Regions from separate parts of the Mus musculus genome. Here region 2 is linked to region 1. A link is a contact called in public Hi-C data. All regions are on one chromosome and are shown on one strand. The core of a region is the stretch at or near the end of the contact, and the rest is flanking DNA. Distances in the headings are between cores, read along the strand shown.

What was found. A called contact is a pair of places that touch in the nucleus more often than the background predicts.
Region 2: a Hi-C map of muscle stem cells shows a contact between it and region 1, with 4 times the contacts expected there. The contact joins the promoter of Cttnbp2nl here to the promoter of Rsbn1 in region 1. A contact is called at or near these places in 3 of 39 promoter capture datasets (hippocampal neurons, liver and pre-B cells) and 1 of 484 Hi-C or Micro-C datasets (muscle stem cells).

What each region holds. Positions count from the first base shown.
Region 1 is chr3:103,910,150-103,917,896 of GRCm38.p6, forward strand. It overlaps Rsbn1 (rosbin, round spermatid basic protein 1), which reads left to right and starts at 3,971. Exons shown (of 8, transcript NM_001356556.1): 1 at 3,971-5,004. The coding sequence starts at 4,302. It overlaps Ptpn22 (protein tyrosine phosphatase, non-receptor type 22 (lymphoid)), which reads left to right. Exons shown (of 21, transcript NM_008979.2): 21 at 1,827-2,103. The coding sequence ends at 1,891.
Region 2 is chr3:105,049,406-105,057,152 of GRCm38.p6, forward strand. It overlaps Cttnbp2nl (CTTNBP2 N-terminal like), which reads right to left and starts at 3,548. Exons shown (of 6, transcript NM_001163332.1): 1 at 3,495-3,548.

The DNA of each region.
Region 1 (7,747 bases), core at 2,721-5,220:
AAAGTTAAAATTTGTATGAAATTAGTTTAAAACATTCAGATGGAACATTGTATAAACTATGAAAAAACACGTAATTTTGCCTTGGCAACAGACGTTTTCTGCTTCCTTCTTTTCTCTACATCACTTGAGTGACATATGGATCATCTGACTTTACATTGTGTATACCCTGGAATGAAATCTTAGCTGTATCCATGTTGCTTCTTCTCAAACATGCCTAGATGTCAAAGTTGCTATACTTGAAAGCACTTAGTTTTCATTGCTTCCTTTAGCAGTGGCAATAAAAATTATAAGAATATGTTACTTAAAAATATTGAAGTTGCCTCAGATGGAGCACACCTGTAATCCTACCACATGCAAGGGTGAGACAGGAGGATCATAAGTTCAGGGCTATGTCATAAATGCCCCCACCCCCTAAGTTGAGGGGAAAAAAAGCATATGGTTCAGGTTTCTTTTTGCTGAATTGACCTATATTCGGAAACCTGTAGTGTACAGCTGTTTTAAAGTATTACGAATTAGCTAGTGACTCAGATCAGATATAGGTATTTGAAGCTGTAGTTCTCACTGAGGACACAGCAAGTCCTCACCCCTCTGCGCAGTGCATGGGCTATAGTAAAGGCGCCTGTATTGAGGAGATGATGGTGATGTGTAACTACCTCATCTGAATATTTTCCTTCTCTTTATCATCAAAAGAGTAAGGTTTACATGAGCTAGGCTCTGTACACCTCCACCAACATTTAAAATTACTAGTTAATAAATATGAGGGGTTTATTCCAGCTCTGGCATATAGGTGTGTGTGTTTGTGTGTCTGTGTGTTTCTGTGTCTGTGTGTTTGTATGTATGAGTATATGTGTATCTATGCATGAGAATCTTGCAGAACTTGCCAGGCTGGCCTTGAACTTGTGGTCCTCCTGGCTTAACTTCCTGTGTGCTTGGATTAGAAGTAGTTGGTACCATTCCTGGCCTACTGTAGTTTTGGTTTTAGACTTGTAAACATCAGTAGTTACTAGGGAAGGTGATGAAATTCAAGTACCAGAAAGATCTTTGAGTTTTTCATCTTCTGTTCTCCCTCTTTCAAACCCTTCGGTTTTAAATTTAAGGCACCAAAGTTGCTAAGATGCTTTGAGAATCTACCACAGTCAAGACCTACATCGCTAGTGACAAAGAATAAATGTCCTCATCACGAAATTCTTTTTGAAAGCACCCAGTAATAGCTTTTATTTTATATGAAAGATTTTCATGTTCTTCATTGTGGAGGCAAGGAAGGTGCATTTCAGGAAGAAAAGTAATTATAACTCACTTAGAACCTCTTCTTCTCAGGATTATCTTATATTTTATAAGTTTTGAAACTTAATGTTTTAGTAAACTCAGGAGTTTCTGTGGCTGCATAGATACAGAACTAGATTTAATAATGCCACACTTAATTTTATAAAAGTGAAATTTGTTTTGTGATCAGTGGGTGAATAAAACAGATAAATGGTATTATATATTTAATTATTACAGGCTACTATAACCAGGGTTCTTCATATAGTTAGTACTATTAGTTAATCTGTAAATGCGCTAAGTTTAAATATTAGTAGTATTTGGGTTGGAGGTGTGCTCCAGTGGCAGAACACTTGCCTAGCCTATGCAAGGCCCATAGTTTGATCCCCAGTACAACAAAAATATTCAATTTTCATTTAAACTTTAATTACTAAAATGCCTCCACAATCTATTACTAAATTGATCAAAAAGGGTGCTTAAAATTTTAATGTTATACTCTAAAATTCAAGTATTAATTTCTGTGTATAAAAATACCCATCTTCATTCAGTTTTATTTTTGTCCTCAGGTTTCGGAAATCGTTTTTCAAAACCCAAAGGACCAAGGAACCCGCCATCAGCTTGGAATATGTAACGCACCTCTGGATTTATAAGAATATTTGTTAAAATTGTACCTGCAGATAAAGCTACTTGAATACTGCTATAATAATAATATCAGTAATGAGGATATATTTTGTCAATAGTCTTGAAAAGGAAAGCAATATGTGACAAACTTCCAGCAAACTTGTATTTTCATATTCCTTATATTTCACTGGGAACTGCCAATAAAGTTTGTACTTCAGTTTATGCTTCAAAGTGTATTTACTTTTCACGTTTGAAAGTTATTATATTTTACTTTCTTTCTATATATGAATTTTCTTTAAATATAAATTTTTATTTTGAGATGATGTCTCCTCCTCCATAGCCTTTGGAGGGCTGTGGTAACAAGCACACAAGTCCAGCATAAACATTAATTTCAATAGAATTGTAAGAATTTGATCATAACGTTCTCTTTAAAATATTTTTATGTATACAAGTGTTTTTGCCTGCATGTATGTACAGCACCTGTGTGTAGTGCCCATCGAGGCCAGAAGAGAGAACCAAATCCCTTGAATTGGAATAACAGGTTGTGACTTGCTACGTGGGTTCTAAACCAGGGTCCTCTGCAAAAGTAGTTAAACGCACTTAATTCACCATCTGAGTTGTCTCTCCGACCCTTCAACTAAATTTATACACTGCCTTAATATTAAAAATAACTTTAAAAAATAGATTTTGCTATGCAGCCCTAGGCTGGCCTCAAACTATTGATCCTTCTCCAAGCTGCAGACCGCTGCTATTGCAAGCGTGCTCCATCACGACTGACTAAAGGTTTTAGTTAGAAAACAAAGCACTCCTTCCTTTGTGCTTGCAGTACTGCTTGTGAAAATGACTAAATGTCTAAACGGAGTGTATCTCCTCAATTTCCCCAATTGTTGCGTAAAAGAAGGAAAGATGATGTACAAATAACGGCAGTGATCACTTCTGTATTGCTATGAGGTGTCCAACTGTATGTATGTTTACCCAGTTATTCACTTACCAATTCAAGAAAAAAAAATCAACAGCGGTTACTTTTTGTTAGCACTTTAACTTTCTTTTTTGATAGTGTGTTCTTCATAGAAAAGGCCCTATAGATAAACGTGTCCACATAAAACGAATTTATGTTCACAACCATTTAAAGGTACTGGTGATTTGAAAATGTATTTCTATATGACTATGGATTCTTCTAAGTAAATTATATTTCAAATCTAGTTTTATACAGTAAATAATTTAATGGCTCTTTATTATTGTAAAGGGTTGGCTTTACTTTCCCTATCAGTTTAATATTTTTACTTATGAAAATACAGCCTAGCAACAGTATTATTTGCGCTTTAATACTTTTTGTTGGGAAACCCAAATGCTAGGGCAAATTGACCTGTATTGTTACTTGTTTATTGTAGTACAATGTATACCCAGTAGGTGTTCAAGAACTTCTCTATTTTAAACGATAACTTTTATTACAGAAGTTCACTCAGCCTAAGTTACTTCTCTGGGAACTAGTGGTGTTAAACCACAGTGTCTTTTATATGCCTAGTACATCATTGTAGTCGGTTATTTCCAAATAGCTTTCTCAAGGACTTAAATGCAATTCTAGGTAAAAAGCTAAAGTAATGAAACTCAAAACGGATTTCTGAGTAAACACCATCTCCTGGCGAACAGTGTCAGGTTGACAGCGCTTTTCACATTTGCAAATTTATATGTATGGGTTGAAAAAAAATTAAAAATTTCTATCGAGACATTTTTTTTTGTTGTTAACTATAGCTGTATGTTCAACAAAAATGCTGGATTCTACCTTTCCAAGAATTGGAGGGAAAAGTGACTCTGGCAAGGCGGAGCTGCGCTCAGGGAACGCCTAAGGCAACATTTGCACCTGCCTTGAGCCTGCAGCGGTCGCCACAGCAGTGCTATAGGAAATGCTTCAAAAAAATTTTTTTTTTCTTTTCTGAATAGCAGCTTTACAATGTTCTACAGCGAAACCGTCGTTTTACATATTCCGAAATTCTTTTCCTCCTGGTTTGTCAAGGGTAAACTGGAGATTCTTTTACCTCACAAAGGCTATGGGGAGAAATACGAAATTGAAAAGTCACTATGGAGACCACCTCCGGGCAAGATGAAGGAGGAACACTGGAAGTGGAGCGCCTGAACACACGGCGAGACTCTGAAAGCTATTAACATTGTTTGGGCGGTTAGGGCGGTTGGCGGCAACTCGCCGGAGGGCGGCAGTTGCGTGGCACCCCGAAGCGTGCCTAGGCGCACGCTCCCCTCCGCTCCTCCACTCAGAGAGCAAAGTGGGGGCGGAGGGGGAGGGGGAAGAACGCGAAGGGCGGTGGAACTACAACTCCCGCAAGGCCTTGCGCGTCCAGGGTGCTTTACAATAGAAGCTCGGTTGGCGAGGTCTGCGGAGAGGTGTCGGAACTGCCGTTTCCGGCATGTTCAGGTCTACGAGAACGACCGATCAGTGGAGGGTGGGGGAGAGACTCCAATGCCCAGCGGGCCATGCGCGGGCAGCGCTTGCGCGAACCGCGGACGGGGGGGCGGTCGGGCCATTTAAATGTGTGTTTGTGGGTGAAATGGCTGCGCAGGTCGGAGCGGTTCGCGTAGTACGGGCGGTGGCGGCGCAGGAGGAGCCGGACAAAGAAGGGAAGGAGAAACCCCATGTTGGGGTTTCGCCGCGGGGAGTGAAGCGGCAGCGCCGGGCGAGCAGCGGGGGTTCTCAGGAGAAGCGGGGGCGGCCGAGCCAGGACCCCCCTCTCGCTCCCCCTCATCGGCGGCGTCGTAGCCGCCAACATCCCGGGCCGCTGCCTCCAACGAATGCCGCCCCAACCGTCCCGGGCCCTGTTGAACCTCTGCTCCTGCCGCCTCCGCCGCCACCGTCGCTGGCACCCGCCGGGCCCACTGTCGCTGCCCCGCTCCCGGCCCCGGGCACCTCGGCCCTCTTCACCTTCTCGCCTCTGACGGTGAGCGCGGCCGGGCCCAAGCATAAGGGCCACAAGGAGCGGCACAAGCACCATCACCACCGCGGCTCCGATGGTGACCCCGGCGCCTGCGTTCCGGGCGATCTCAAGCACAAGGACAAGCAGGAAAACGGCGAAAGGAGCGGAGGGGTGCCTCTGATCAAGGCCCCCAAGAGAGGTGAGAGCAGGCGAACCGCTGGGGCTCGGGCTGTAGGTCTCAGTGCCCATATCCCGCCCCTTTAGGACTGAAAGACGCCGCTCTACTCCCCTGAGCCCACTGGAGTGGACTCGGGATTGCAGGCGGTTGCCACAGTTTGACCTACTTGAGGCTTCTCTCTGAGGCCGAGCTGTCAGTTTCCATCCCTGTTTGCAGTTCCCCCGGAGCCTTTGCAACATTTATTTTCAAATTCGGCAGGGTTTCCGCGCCGCGCAGTGCTTGGCATCGGATTAGTAGGTGGGGTACTAAAACCTCCCTTTCTGAAGTAAAGGCTTGTCACTGAAAGTCCCTTCTTGTTCTCTTGCTTGGAAATCTTTAGTTTTTCTCATTCCTGGCACCAGCATATTTACAGGTTTGACTCTGGGCTCTGAGTTTGAATTCTTAAAGAGGTTACACAACTACTGGTTGCCTTAGCTTCGGCGAGGTTAAAAAAATCATTTACGGTGTTTATTTTTCAGCTAGACGTAGTAAAAATAGTTTTTTAAAAAAAAATATTAGCCCTTTTAATTGTTAGTATGGTTTAGGATTGGTTCGAGGAAGGTTTTATCACCCTCTGAGTCTAGGAAGTATACCAACCGTATCTCTGAAGGGAAGGAAGCGTGCAGTAGGATGCAGATGCAGATGTAGATTCTAGTTTCATTTCATTTTGCCAGAGCACTGTTTGAGAATCTCTGCAATTCCAGCAGTCTTTAAAGGTTTTTCACATAGAAAAAGTAGGACTAAGAGTGCTTTTGAGATGAATTAGGTTGGCCAAAATTGGTGTCTTCTATTGCCAGATACTTGTAGCATGTATTTATATTCTTTATGGAAGAAATGAAGCAGGGTTTTGGTTATGCCATATTTATACTTTGTATATATTTATAACTTATAATAGTCATAATCAGTAAATACTAACACACTAATGTGTTCGAATACTGGGTAATTCCAGTTATTAACATGTTAGTCTTTGATTCTAAAATTTCGAGTGTCTTGGATTTTTCCCATATATTTACTCACAATGCTAACCAGTTTGTGTGTGTGTGTGTGTGTGTGTGTGTGTGTATGTTTAGGTGAAATAATAGGTTTTCACTTTTCCACTGGACAGAACTGCATCTATATTTTTCTTTGGTGGTATCCAGATACCATCTTTAGGAGTATAACTGTGGCAAACTGACTGGTATGCCAGTTTTCAAAATAATTGCATATTGGAGTAGCTTATATTTTTACCCTTTTTCCTCATACTCCCTGGTGTGTGTCCATACACAGCCACAGGGACATTTCAATAATCATTTTCTTTAAATTTGTGCTGTAGGAGAGAATACTAGTGTCCTTGGCATAAAGCTGAGACTCCTAAATGCTAGTTAAAGCTTTATCACTATTGGCAGTCTGCTTGGCTTTCTTTCCCTTGCTTCCTTTTCTCCACTCCTTTGCCTTGACAATTCTCATTCCAGAGGCAGTCAGTAAGCTGACTAGAAATGATCTGAGATCTCTCAGTTCCCCTTTATGGGGGAGGGTGGTGCTGACACGTGTAGTAATTCACAGTGTGCGCCCCGGAAGACTGTACAGGCCCCGTGTTCTTTTAAAATCAAAACCAATTCTGTAATGCTGATGAATAGAATTTTCTCAGATGATGCAAATATTCTATATCTATGTTGTCGAATATGGTAGCCATATGTGACACTTAAAGATTTGTAATGTGACTGTGTGACTGAGAAACTGAAATTTTATCTTACTGTAACATACAACATGTTCCATACAGCTCATGGCTACTACATTGGACTGTACAGCTTTTTGCCAGTACACGAAGAAGAGAAATGGGTAAAACCAGGCTATTTGAACACTTTTCACTTCTGGTTTAGAGAGGATTGGATTGTATACCCAAACTGTATAAATTCTGGGGGAAATTGCGCCCTCTGGTCAGGTATATTTGAGGAAACCTGTCCGGGAGTGGTCTGGATATCTGACCCACACTGAAGCTTCTGTATACAATAAACTGTGTTAATATTGTTTAGTTTAAGCTTTTTGAATAGTTGGACCAATACTTGTAAAAAAAAGAAATCACAGTTTGTTTATTTTTATTATCTTCAGGTTCAGGAGGCATGGCTCTGGAAGTAAATTTTGGTTCTAGTACTTATTGTGTGATCAAGATAAAAAATTAATCTCCTTTTAACCCCAGTTTTCCTGTTTGTAAAATGAGGTTGAGGTATTTTCATTCATATGGTTGTTATATGGATTGTTGGGGCAGTGTATGGAAGTCATTTAAAATAGTGCTTGGCCCATGGGAGGCAGTTCAAACTAGCTTGCTTTATTTGTCTATCTATTTATTTATTAATTATTGTGCTTGGTCCTGTAAACACCTCTAATAAAGTAGATTGTTGTTTACAAAGGAATTTTGTCCTTTTGCTTATTCTAAGATTTTTGGGAACTTTCTTTTTTTTTTTTTTTTTTTTAAAGATTTATTTATTTATTATATGTAAGTACACTGTAGCTGTCTTCAGACACTCCAGAAGAGTGGAGTCAGATCTTGTTACAGATGGTTGTGAGCCACCATGTGGTTGCTGGGATTTGAACTCCGGACCTTCGGAAGAGCAGTCGGGTGCTCTTACCCACTGAGCCATCTCACCAGCCCCTTTTGGGAACTTTCAATTTACTTTGTAGTAATTATAGATTCACAGAAAATAACATAGAGAAGCCCTTTTCCTTTTCCAGTTTTCTTCAGTGGTTA
Region 2 (7,747 bases), core at 2,298-4,797, 1.1 Mb after region 1:
GGAGTAAATAAAAGCACAAAAATTGGGATTGTCGGTATGGCTCAGGTGGAAGGTTTGAAGTTCAAGCCCCATCCAGCACAGGATTAAGAGAAAAGCACGAAACAACCCCCCCCCCCCCAAACCCTTAAAGGAGAGCAGCTGTCTTAGTTTGGTTTCTATCGCTATACTAAAACACCACTCAGCTATTAAAAAGAATGAATTTATGAAATTCCTAGGCAAATGGATGGACCTGGAGGGCATCATCCTGAGTGAGGTAACACATTCACAAAGGAACTCACACAATATGTACTCACTGATAAGTGGATACTAGCCCAGAAACTTAGGATACCCAAGATATAAGATACAATTTGCTAAATGCATGAAACTGAAGAAGAACGAAGACCAAAGTGTGGACACTTTGCCCCTTCTTAGAATTGAAAACACCACAATCAAAAGCAACCTGGGAAGGAAAGGGTTTACTTCCTCTTACAACTCTCAGCTCACACTCTATCACTGATGGAATTCGAGGCGGCAGGAACTTAACGTGGAAATCTGGACTGAGAAAATGAGGCAGAAGCCATCGAGGATTAGGAACACAATTTACCCACTTGCTCAGCCAGTTTATAACACTCAGGCCCCAAGCCTAGGGAGAGCACCGCCCAGGGTGGGCTGGGCACTCTCAACAACAATCATCAATCAAGAACATGCCCTACAGGCTTGCCCACAGGCCAATCCGGTGAGGGCATTTTTCTCAACTGAGTTTCCCTCTTTCCAGATAACTCTAGCTTGTGTGAAGTTGACATAAACTAGCCAGCACACTAGGGTCAAACCAAATACCCAGAAACTAAAATAAAAATTAACCAATAGTTCCTAACATGTTCTTCAGAACTCACTCCATCCCCATTAGGTCAGATTCTTGTACATATATATCTTTAAAATGACTACAATTGATCATGTTTATAAGTATGGCTCAGAATTCATGACAGTAAAAAAGAAATTATATACAGCACCTAACCAGAGGTATTTTCTCATAGGAAAGTCAATATTTTAGCCACTTCAGATATTGCAATTTCCTATTATGTCAGATATGGAAAAATCAAATTACACAAAGACAAGAAGGCAGATGGTTTAAACTAACAAGATGTGCCATACTTTATTAGATGTTATCTGTCTTAGTTTGACTCTTAGGTGAGAACTTTAGACTAAATTCAGTGTTCGTATTGGGCACTGTGGAAGCTACAAAGACTTCATGCAGTCTAAGAATAATTTAACGAAATGCACTAAACACGCACATACACGCACACGCACACGCACACGCGCACACACACACACACTGTCTGCACACAATGCTTTTCTTCATCTAACATGACCAAAAATGACACTGAAATGGTTAGAGGAACGAATTCTCCCAGAGTTGAACATCGGAGTACACGCTGTAATCCCAACAGGAACGGGAAAGCCACCCTGGGCTACATAATCTTCAGAAACATAGCGAGACACAGTGCTCCACTCTTGATTAAATAAAACAAACCCTCCAGATCCAAAGGTATATCAAACAGGTCTTGTTTATTGTGCCAAAACATCAATGAGATTACTCTGCTTCTCCTGTTTGTCCAGGCCCTGGAAATCACTGCTCCCTGGGTCTCCTGACGTCTCCTACCTTAGTTTATTTCCCTTCTCTACTCAGGTAATGAGACACATCTTTTAGGGCTTTCCTGTTTTACTTCTAGGGTTTTTTTTTTTTTAAACCCCTGCTGCTATTTCTGGGATAATGTATCTCTCCCTCCTATGGCAATAAACTTTGTGTTTGTGGGAGAGACCCTGCATACAGTTTCTTCTTTGTGCTTCCTCTCACTACATATCTGGAAACAATCATGGAACAGATCTGCAGCCCCCTAGAGTGGCTCTGAAACCTAGGAACCTGACTACTCAAAACTAATTACCTTCAGGAAGTCTACTCAGGAAGGCTGCAGACAACAGCCACTACAATCACCCTCTCTGATTGCAACTCCGCACCTCGCCTCTATCAGCTATAAATAACCAACAGGAAAATGAACTTGAGATAAAAACTTAAAATGCTAAAAATATGGAAAAATTAATAGGTGGTACTGCTGGCCACAGATGATGACTGGAGATTCAATGACATTAATGTCAGGACAAAATCATTTGTACTTTGCAACTGCTAAAATGCCAAAGACTTTAGTAGATCTTTACAGGGACTCTACAGAGACGTGAAAATTGAATTCCCAAGGCTTTTATCTGCCCTTCTCTCTGAAACTGAAAAGTACCTTTTATTTTAATGCTTTAAATTTTGGTTGATGATGATGGTGTGCTAGACACCACCACATTACATGTATATTCGTTTCCTTTGAGGGTAAAATCCCACTATAAAAGAGGGGTGAGACAGTACTCAGAGGCCACAGGACCAGATTAATTATAAACCTAGCCAACTGAACCTGAATTTTGTTCAAATACTTCCTGTCTTTTGTTTCAACCTGCCATACACCTTCAAGGTTAACTGCAGTTTCCCTGAGCAACGGACCAGCCCACTCCAAATTGGGAGATGGGGACTCCTTCTGCAAAGGCATTTACTGACTCCTCGGCACCATTTCATTTGAAAATATGGTATTATTCAGTGACTGTCAAACAATACACACTGCATTCCTACCCACACAAGGCCAGCTCTGCTGAAAGCTAACACACCCACCTTGCTATGAAATATGCGGATGCTTCCCTACTAAGTTCTCAAGAGAAGAAACCGGGTAGAAAGCAAAATCGAAAGGCAACTCAAACCTAAAAAGCCCCTAAAAGCTGGTTTCTCCCAAAAGAAACAGAAAGGGCAAGAAAGGTACAAAGGGCGATGGGAAGAAGATAATGTATAATTTAAGCCGGGGAGCTTTCAACACTCAGAAAGAGAATACAGGATCTGGGGAGGCTGTAGGAGCAATCACAGGCTGGGGGATGGGAAGAGCTAAAAGAGGGGGAAAGGCCGCTTTGGCTGTTGGAGGTGTCTGTCTGGGTTTCGTCTTTTTTTCTCCCCCTCGCCCATCCCTCATAAGGAAAACGCTGGTTTGTGTGTGTGTGTTTAAATCTTATACAGAACCCTAGTTCTGGACCCACGCTTGCCAGCAGGGACAGATGTGGGAAAGGATGTCTGAATTCGCAGGGATCCAATATAGGGGTGGGGGCTGCAGCCTAGAAAACGGTACCCACCAGTACCACTCTGAGGCTAGGGCTGGGCAAAAGGCGACCTAGAGTGAGACAGGTCAGGAGGAGACCCCTGCTGAGGGGCGGAGGCTAGCGAGAGACAATGAACAATCGTAAAGACCCCGGAGGATGCCGCGACGCCTCCTTGGGGAATCCCGGGATCTGGAGGCGGCGGCCCCGCCCCCTAGGGGGACCATCCCTACCCCGACAGGGACTTCTGCTGAAAGCCACTCACGCTCCGGGCCAGGAGGCTCTCTCGGAGACCCGGCTCCCCCGGCACCGCAGAGCCCCGAGCCCACGCTCCGTACCTGGCCTCGGCGCTCCGGGATCCTTCCCCGCCGCCGCCTCCGCCGCCCGCTCCCCATCCCCAGCCTCCCAGGACCCGCCCCTTACCCGCCGGCGGCAGTGACAGGCAGATACCCTCGCCAATCATAGCTTTACCCTTGCGGCTCTGAAACCAATCCTCGCCGCCTGAAGGCGGGGCTTCTCCAAAGTCATCCCGGCTCCTCCTGGGGCCGCAAGATCCCTTTTGTTTGGGAGAGCCAGGCTGGGATTGAGCTGGCGTCACTTCCGGGAGGAAGTACCCTCCTCTGGTCCGCTGGAGTCTGTGCTCGCTCTGGTCTCCGCCCGGGTTCTGCAACTTTTCAGGACCCTGGGAACACCTTGTGGTGGCTTAATTGAGGGTTTATCTAAAATGTGAATAAAAGAAGTGAGTTTTAGCGTTTGTTTTCGAATTAGTATTGAAAACCTAGTAACGTGTCTTCTTTGCCCCCCCCCCCTCTCTCTCTCTCTCTCTCTCCCTCTCTCTCTCTCTCTCTCCCCCTTGGGTGTGGTGCTGGAAAGCAAGGGCGCAAGACCATCTTCTTTACCACATCACACTATGTACACAAAGGGAGACGCTGGGGTGGAAGCACCTGGTAGAGAGCATAACCCCTACCGACTTGCCTTTCAGGGCAAAGCCAAATAGCTGCAAACTTACCTGGTGTTTCCCCACACTGTGCTTGCCATTCATGTATGTGGGGGGCTATTTTATATGTTTGGGCCCCGTCATACCGTGGACCATGCATTTGTAACGAAGCCGAAACGGAACAGTAGGATGAGGGGAAATGGCTGGCCTCTTGAGCACAGGAATGCAGATCTTAGTGATAGAAACAAGACCTGGAGGGAAGAGATTGCACTCTACCATACATAGCCTGCACTTCAGCACCACAAGTGACTGAACTGTTTAAATAGCCGCATTGCTTTAAAGAACTTGTAACACGTACATATAAGAACTCAAGTATTTGAGTGCACAAGTAACATATTACGCGGAATACATTATTCCTAATTTTCACAATATTCAGCAAGAGACTATTAGGGACACACACACACACACACACACACACACAAAAAGCCCTCTGCTCATGGTTCTCAACCTGTGGGTCACGACCCCCTAGACAACCATTATAAAAATATCTACATTACAATCTAGAACAGCAAAATTACAGTTATGAAGTAGCAGCGTAATTATGTTTGAGGGAGTCACTATAACATGAGGAACTGTATTAAAGGACAGTAGCACTAGGAAGGTTGAGAACCACTGCCCTAGGCAAACAGCCCTCGAGACAGGTACAGTTTACAGTCTGGGTAAAGAGATACCCAGCCCAAGTAATCACGGTTTAGAGGAAGTCAAACAGTATTTCTTGTCCACACAGCGCTTCGTTCATCCATATACTATCTGTGTCAGTGCTGTGTGGGAAGACTGTCTTACCCTGCAATGTGGATAGCACTGTAAGAAATTAAGATGAGAAGACGAAGTCAAAGAAACCAAGAGAACCGGAGGAAGGCTATAGAGTTAAGAACTGGAAAAGAAAAATGACAAGAATAACACCAAATCTGTGCCACAGTCTGCTAACCAGCCACCAGTTTCCACCGGGGGTGGGGGGGGGTGGGGGGTGGGGGTGGGGGTGGTGGGGGGGCCTGTTGAGAGGGAAGGGTGGTGATTAGCATAGCAGCAGAGTAAAGCCAGCAACTCCATTGCAGGCTTGGAGACAGCATGCAGAGATGCTACAGTACAGCCCCCGTGCTTGTGGAACAATGACCTAGAGCACTAAGAGTTTCGCAAAGACAGCATGCTCTGTATTCAGAAAGACAGCCTTGTTGGATAGGGTGTGCACACCTGTAAATCCCATCCTGTGGGAGATGGAGGCAGAGGAGAAGCAGGAATTTGAGATCCTTCTTGGCCACACAGTGTGCTGCAGACCACCATGGCCAAAGGAGACCTCTCAGAATAGGACACAATGTCCGAAGTGATTTAAAGTCACAGTATTAGGTATAGGAATAGTACCACGGAGCCTGAAAAGAATCCATTTCCTCCTCCTTCCTTTGCTTTGCCTGTGGGTATGCACGGAGGAAGTGTCTCATTGCCAGACAATGAGGCAGATGTGGGACAACAGGCTATTTTTCTGCTGGATTCTGACTCACTCCAAGATTTGCTCCAGTGAATCAGCTCGCCCAGCCTTCCTCTCCCTCCCTTTGTAGCTATTAATCCACCACCACCCATTCTACTCCAAAGCTGACCTAATGGAAACAGTACCATGTGACCCACATCCTTTACAGCACCGAGCAGCTCCGGACGGACGCTCCGGGTTCCTTTAAGCCCATTCCTGAGCCAGGGTAGAAAAGCTCAACAGGATGAGGTCATCCTTGCCTTGTAAGACTCAGAGTCCTGAGAATGTTTAGATGGCTTTCAACTTATCACCCCTGGGGTAGTGAACAGGCAGGGCTCTGCGCCTCAGATAACCTTCAGCCTTCAACGGTGTCTGTGAGTTCTGGAACCTTATGACTTAATGTGGAAAACTTGTAAATAAGCTTAGGGTCCTTGGCACGTAGAGCGAGAAAATAGGCTCACAATGTCTTGAATAGGTAAACACGGTCCACCGCGTTCTGGGGTATTTGGTGTAATCAGCTTGTCCATTAATATTTATTAAATGGTTCCCGTGTTCCGGCAACGACTTCATGTCATTTAAGTACTAAAAGATTGCAATTTGGGTCAATTTTTTCCCCCTTTTTTCCTCAATTGGCAAATGCACCGTAGATGTCCTAAGTGTTTGTTGCTGGCCTGGAAGGCCATGGTAGAGCAAAAGAGGTTATACTGGAAATGAAGACAACAAACCCAGGTCTGGTCACTGCCCTGTCATAAACTGTTGTTAACAAATCACCACCGAGTGGGCGGCTTAGAACAACACAGCATGTTCTCTCTGTCTGGAGGCCAGAGGTCTTCAAGCAGTTGTTGACAGGTTGTGTCCTTCTGGGGGCTGTGAAGACACCCATCCCATGACTGTCTCCTGATTTGTGGCTCCAGGCACTCCCTGGCACTTCTTGGCTCTTGCATCACCCCAGTGTCTGCCTCTATCTCGACCTGGCCGCCTTCCCTTTTGCCTCAGTATTTCTTTCTATATGTCCTCCTCTTTCATAAAGACACTTAGACATATGGGACTTAGAGAGCACTATGACTGTTTTCTTTTGTGAGCTGGTGTCTCTTTATATAGACCATGCTGGCCTGGAAATCACAATAGGTGGATGTATAAGCATGTACCCCTGTGCTTGGCTCATCTTAACTCATGATGTTTACGAAGACCCTATTCCAAACTAGTCCACATTCTGAGGATTGGGGTGGACAGTAGTGTTTAGAGGACCAGCTTGGTACTAATCTAGTCGGCAATCTCCTCACTTAATCCTAATCATATATATATATATGTGTGTGTGTGTGTGTGTGTGTGTGTGTATGTGTATCTGTATATGTGTGTGCTTATATATTATATGATATGCTATAATATATAATGGTTTATAGTGTATATTATACCAATTAAATATTAAATTGTGTCCCAGGTACTGTGGAGTTAATTTATATAAAGCACCTGTGTCAGTACCCTAGGAAGAATATTAATATTCCCATTTTTCCAGATTTGGAAAATTGAGTTCAAAGAGGCCCACAACTGAAGAATTGGGTCAAGTCTTTTTCTGAAATGGGAGAACTTTGTAGGTAGACATTTTAAGTGTTTGGGAGGCAATGATAGAGTAAAGGAGGTTGGACTGGCTAAATACAGAGCACACCCTCACAATTACTGTGTTGCATCACCTCTCACCATGCTCAGTGGGTTAGGACAATAGAGAATGCAGCAACATCTTTTCGGTTTGTGGGGCCGGCGAGATGGCTGGGTAAGGGCACCTGCTGCCAAGCCTGACGATGGGAGCTCTGTTCTTGAAACCCAGGTGGCAGAAGGACAGAGTGAACATCTACAGACTGTCCATTAAGTTCTTTTAAAAATTTTTATGAACGAAGACCAAAGTGTGGACACTTTGCCCCTTCTTAGAAATGGGAACAAAACACCCATTGAAGGAGTTACAGAGACAAAATTTGGAGCTGTGACGAAAGGATGGACCATCTAGTGATTGCCATATGCAGGGATCCATCCCATAATCAGCGCCCAAACGCTGACACCATTGCATACACTAGCAAGATTTTGCTGAAAGGACCCAGTTATAGCTGTCTCTTGTGAGACTATGCCGGGGCCTAGCA